Linked DNA regions of Mus musculus: region 1 is linked to region 2. Evidence: chromatin contacts called from public Hi-C data. All regions are on one chromosome and are shown on one strand. The core of a region is the stretch at or near the end of the contact, and the rest is flanking DNA. Distances in the headings are between cores, read along the strand shown. Region 1 overlaps Lrrc49 (leucine rich repeat containing 49). Region 2 overlaps Thsd4 (thrombospondin, type I, domain containing 4).

What was found. A called contact is a pair of places that touch in the nucleus more often than the background predicts.
Region 1: a Hi-C map of the G1E-ER4 cell line shows a contact between it and region 2, with 2.0 times the contacts expected there. The contact joins two enhancer-like sites. A contact is called at or near these places in 3 of 484 Hi-C or Micro-C datasets (the G1E-ER4 cell line and nephron progenitors) and 2 of 9 other capture datasets (adipose tissue and liver).

Annotation. Positions count from the first base shown.
Region 1 is chr9:60,594,129-60,597,240 of GRCm38.p6, forward strand. All of the region lies in intron 15 of Lrrc49 (leucine rich repeat containing 49), which reads right to left. Among named protein-coding and RNA genes, the nearest start is that of 9230112J17Rik, 50 kb to the left of the region's middle. Within about 2 kb of position 1,428, at least 12 of the 459 cell types and tissues checked have an H3K27ac peak or open chromatin away from gene starts, as enhancers often do. A contact at or near this core is called in the G1E-ER4 cell line, where this site is marked.
Region 2 is chr9:60,404,068-60,406,974 of GRCm38.p6, forward strand. The region is part of intron 4 of Thsd4 (thrombospondin, type I, domain containing 4); the gene reads right to left. Among named protein-coding and RNA genes, the nearest start is that of 2010001M07Rik, 71 kb to the left of the region's middle. Within about 2 kb of position 1,419, at least 7 of the 459 cell types and tissues checked have an H3K27ac peak or open chromatin away from gene starts, as enhancers often do. A contact at or near this core is called in the G1E-ER4 cell line, where this site is marked.

The DNA.
Region 1 (3,112 bases), core at 178-2,677, 190 kb after region 2:
AGCTAAATGAACTCTACCTTAATGTGAAATAATTCAAAAACTGAATCAAAGCATAAGCAATCAAAGAGGTGTTGGCCACCTCTACACAGTCTGTATAGCTTTATACAAAGCGCATTAGTTTGCTGGAGTAACCATATACACAGATCTCTCTTAGTTCTTTTATTTACCTGTGTTATGTTCCTAGCTAGAACATCAAATCAAGTGTGGAGTTAACTTTAGTAAGAGCGAACTGAGAGCAGTGAGAGTCCCCATGGGTGCTGGCAGGGCTAAAAGGAGGCTACAGGCACCTTGCAATCCAAAGGGCAACACCAGGGGGTCCTGGAGTGTAACAGCTGCCTGCTCAGAATCCCATTGCCTAGCACTGTGGTGCACAGACATACATGCAGGCAGAAACAGTCATACACATATAATAAAAACATACCTTTTAAAAAACAATAATAATATTGAAGAAAACACATACACATAGACACAGATACACACACACACAGACACACACACACACACAGACACACACACACACACACACACACCATTGGGACTCAAGGTATGAAGAGTCTTCTTATACTTATGAGATGGCCAGGCGCCAGAGACAATAATACTTTTTTTTTTTTTTTAGGAGGGGCTGGACACCATGAAGACCGGCACTCTGGTCTAGCCTCTAATATTGATCTAGTTGGCCTGATGTTGTACCTCCGTTCATTATGGTATACTCTGACTACTTCCGGCATGCTGAAGTTGAGCAGGCCTACCCTGGGGAGTCAGTATGGCTTTCTCATCAACCTCTTCCTATTTTTGTTTGTTTGTTTTTTAATTTCTGGCTGCTTTTCTGAGTCCTTCCACTTGCTTTTGCTTTAACTCTGGGATTTTTCTAGGTTCTCTTGGGGACACCTCTTTCATGACTTTCTTCCTCATCTTTTATTAGATACAGAAAAGACACACACGGCGTTTCCACTCAGTGCTTTTGGTCAGACCCCAGTGGGTCTGGCATACAGAGCTCTTGCTGTTAAGTGTGAGTTCCTTTTTCAGTTCAGCAGTGCTGAAACACGTTTAAAGCAGAACACACAGCATGAAAACGCTGCAGCCTGCAGTGCTTCTAACTAGAACTCAGGAAGAAAGTACTTTCAATGTACTTCTTAAAAATGAGAAAAATTTAAAAACAAAAACCAAAAAACAATACACACAGAACAAAAACTAAAGAGAAACCAGGCAGCACACACGTATACAATTTAAAAGATCTGTATACTTCCGCCCAGTATTGGCCCTTTTTCTTATTTGACATTTTTAGGTAACCACCCCCAAAACAAACCAAAACCCAAAACAAATATTTAAAACGCCAGGATATTTTTGAGCTGTATACCCTACTCTCACAAGCTGGGGCCTGCCACACAACTGTTCTGGTACTTCCTCTCTGGAACATCATAACACGCCCTAGTGACATTTCTTTGCTGTGACAGAAACTGACTGGAAGCACTTCGGGGAGGAGAGGGTTTAACTGGCTTACCCATTTAGGTCACAAGCTGTGGAAATTTGCATACAAATTCAAGATAGGAACCTAGAACCAGGAACATGGAAGAACACTGCTAGCTGGTTTATTCTCTAGCTCAGCTAGCTTTCTTACATAGTCCAGGCCCACCGACCTAAGCCTGGCGCCACTTACGAGTGGGCGGGGCCCTCCCACATCAACCATCAATCAAGATAATCTCTCACAGACATGGCCACAGGCTCATCTGATACAGGCCACTCTTCAACTGAGGGTTGATCTTCCTAAGTGACTCTGTTGTGTCAAATCAACAATAAACAAAAGGACAGACCCACTGTTTCATATAGGAACTGCTATTCAATTTTACAGCTACAAGTAGCTGGTCTTGTTCCACTAGTCTCACTACTTGTTATAAACACAGGCCATGAGAGAAATCCTCGACACATATTTATGTTCATGTGAAATAATTTCTAGGAAGAAATTCTGCTCAGTGAAACAGCTAAGTCGAAAGGCATGGCTAGAGCTGGAGAGATGGCTCAGTGGGTAAGAGCACTGACTGCTCTTCCATAGGTCCTAAGTTCAAATCCCAGCAACCACATGGTGGCTCACAACCACCACTAATGAGATCTGATGTCCTCTTCTGGTGCGTCTGAAGTCAGCTACAGTGTACTTATGTATAATAAATAAATCTTTAAACAAACAAACAAACAAAAAGGGCATGGCTACAGCAAGTGTGTTAGCATCGCCAGGCTGCTGTGAAAAGAACCACAGCATCAGCCATCATGGATAGCAGCATGTAGGACCCACCTTGCTATGTGGCTTGTTGTCACAGTTGTGGCTCTCCCCACAAAGTTAGGTCATTATTTGTATGGCTATAGCTTTGAATGGAGACAGATGGGCTCGTTTTTTACTTTTTAAAAGTTAAAGTTTCCTATATTTTATGTTCTGGCAACTTCACTTTTTTGTTATTTTTCTAGTTGCACCAAGTTTTTGGCTATCTCAGCTCATTAGCGACAGTGCCTCTGTGTCAGTGTCAGCTCTGTGACTCCATGGCCAGCAGTGCCATGTTAACTGTGTGCTCCTCCACCTCCACCTCCACCCCTTCCCCCGTTGTTACCACGGAGCTGCACACTCAGGCACCTGCCTCCCTGCAGCTCCTTATTTTCCGCCAGTAGACTGTTGATTGAAGACAATAATCTGATGACTATGGTCATTAAATACAGAGATTTTCTTTGAGTTTAAGGTGTATTTGCCTCTACAAACATCCCAGACATGCTTGGATACATTTTCCCAATCTGACTTTGGGCATCATATTCTGGGAAAAGGGTTTGAAATATATCTATTTGATAAATTATTAAAAATCCTTCATATTCTTTATTTTAATTTATTTGATCTGATTTATGAGGGCCTTTTCTTTTCAAGTTATTAAATCTTCTGAATATTATACCAATTCAGAAGAGCATAATTTCCGTTGATTTGTCTAAGCTATCACTTCTTAATTCAATATCTCTTCAATATCTTTTGTGCTCCACCAAGTATATTTGTGTATGTGTATTATGTGTTGGACTGTGTGTACATGTGTGTTTGTATGTGTGTGGTATATGTATGTATGGTGTGAATGTGGAGTATGTG
Region 2 (2,907 bases), core at 169-2,668:
CTTCCTTCTCTTTTGTACTGCCATTGCCTTCCTCAGAACACACATACACACACACACACACACACACACACACACATACACACACACACACACACAAGGGCTTTCAATATATGAACGCAATATGCAAAATTCTGAATTGTTTTCCATTGAGTCTACAAAACCCAACCATTCCTATCAATGCGCCCTAGGGAGCAGACACAGATGTCTCCTAGCAGAGCAGTCCTGATGCAGTGTCAAAGAGAGAACTCAGTGAGGAATCTTAGTCCTTATACATGCAATGCCTCAATTAGGGACACAAAATACCCACTTATGTACACACTGGAAGCCCCAAAAGCGGGAGTGGGTTTGATCAGGATTCAAAATGTTCTGAAATGTCTGTCCACAGCAGAGAAGGTGAGTACTCCAGGGAGATTCTACGTCATCAAGAATCATCAAATCGCATACCTACGTGAGGCTTCTTAGAACCCAACCTCTCTGTGGAAAGACTCGTTGGGATTGTAAAATGTCCACTCCTCTCTTTTCAGAGAGGTCAAGCATGCACAGCCTTAGTCCCTGTATGGCTAGAACCAACCTTTCTACCAGGTACCCAGTCCAGGAGCCCCTTGCACTTTTGATTTTTCCCACATTGACCTGGTCAAAGTCATTACCCTCTATGTACGACACTTTTATGGGAGCTGAGGGTATGTTTCAGTCAATAAAACGTTTGCCTTCCAAATGTCGTAACCTGAGTGTGGTCCTCAGAACCCATGCAGAAATCCAGCATGCTGGCCAGACACTATAGTGGAATCACTGAGTTCCAAATTCTGACGAGTCTGTCTCAAAAATTAAAAAAAAAAAAAAGTGGACATTTCACCTGAGGTAGACTTGCATACAATGCACGCACACATTGTGTTGCACACACTCACACATAAGATAAATAAACAAACAAGCCCGTTCTGTGGCTCATCTCTAGCTAGAGAACGAAGTCCAATTCCAGAAGAGTTTAGGTTTGTAGTTATCTGATACCCTCCACCATGAGTCCTTAATCTTCTTGGTCTACTCTCTAGTCTTTAATTCCTCTTGTATCCTGTACCCCAACAGCAATGTATCATCCACCAAGTCCCCAGCAACCTGACTCCATGAGGAACACTGCCTCACTGGTACACCTGTGTACTGGTGCAGGCTTTTAGGTCCAACATGCACATGGGCTCCTCCTGGTCTGCTTGCCCCATTATGAATGCCCTTGCTAGGCAGCCTGCACATCCTTCTTGGTGGTGGCATTAACACTCTGGGTGACAGTGGTAAGTCAAGATCCAGCTTTCTTGTACACCTTTAGCTTCTGCAGGGCCAGGCTTATCCACTGCTGATCCATGTGTGTATAATCCCGAGCTAGTCCCGCATCTGCTACAGAAGCACTCTAAATATTTGCTGAAATAACAGACGTGAGAGGCAGAGAGCTTAAATGTTTGCATTTCTAACCAATGGGCCAGTAAAGCCCACAGCTCTAGACTAATTCGTAGAGACCAAAAGGCTCTGAGTTCCAATAAACCAGCCTGAGGCACCCAGGTGGGAAGCCAAGAGAGCTAGCCAAATTAGACTGGTAGTCAGTGACTATCTAGAAAATTCTCAGAGCTCCAAATTAAAGGGAGGAAGTTAAGAGGGAATAGAATTAAGGAACAGAAACACATGTATTCCAGGCTGTAATCTGAAGCAAGCTGGGAAGAAAGACGTTTGTGGCTGAGGGCTGGACGGGCCTTATTTTCCCTGAAGCTCCCAGTTTCTTCCCCACCCCCTGCCAAAGGGGGGGGGGGAAATATCATGTGCAGCCAGAGTTCAAAGAGGCTTTGAGCAAGTGGTTTGGGTTGAGTGCAGATGACCTTTTAGAAGTTCAGAAGACTGTAGCGCCTGCCAGGGTGGGTCTCGGCAATAAATTATTTGGTGTCTACAAAAGATAAGAAGCAAAACCTCCGGCCACTCGGTGAAGTAAACATTCAGATGATGAAAACCACAGCTTTCCTGGCTGACTACTGTGTAGCAAAGCCACGCTGAGGGTCTGATCAGACCTGCCTCTGTTCCCCATGGCTGAGGTAAGGGGTAAATGACAGAGTGAGAGGCCACTGAAAGGCGTACTCTGAGGCTGCCTGATGGAAGGGACTCCCTCCTCCCAGTGCTCTCTGCAGGTGATGGGGGCATCTCACTAAAGGTAAAAGGAAGCTGTTATAGGTACACCGGGGGATGGTCCCACAAGTCAGGAACGAAGAGATCCAGGTAGATGGATGACAGGCAGCTTTGGAGTGACTCCCAGCTTATTTTTCTGTTGTAAGATTTTATTTATATTTATGTGCATGTATGCTTGCCTTTGTATACGTGTGCATGGCACAAGTGTGTTGCTGCCTGTAAAGGATAGAAAAGGGCACTGGATACCCTGGAGCTGGAGCTACAGACAGTTGTGAGCCACTGAATAGGGATGCTGAGAGCTCAACTAAGGTCCCCCGGGAAGAGCAACAAGCACTCCTTACTGCTGAGCATCTCTGCAGCCCCGGCATAAGGAAGCCCAGCTTTAAGAAGACCTCATCCTTGGCCCATCTACTGCTTCCTACATGGATGAAGTTCATAGGGTGGTGCCCTCACACTACCACCCTCTGAAATAGGCTGAAGCAGCGGCCTTCAGAACAGACCCAGTCCTCTTGGGAATCAGCCCCGGGGGAGACGCTGACCCCAGGCCTTGTCTTCAGAATCATATGCAAAATCAGCCGTGTCCCTAAGAGCAAGTCACACGCTGCTCACAGGGGCTGTGTACCTGAGTGACCCAGGCCTGTTATTCAAAGGGACACAAAAAGAAGGAACAAGGACAAGCAAACAGACATTAGAGGAAACCAGTCCCCATACAGCAGAACAATCAATGGTCAAACAGTAAAGATGGCACTT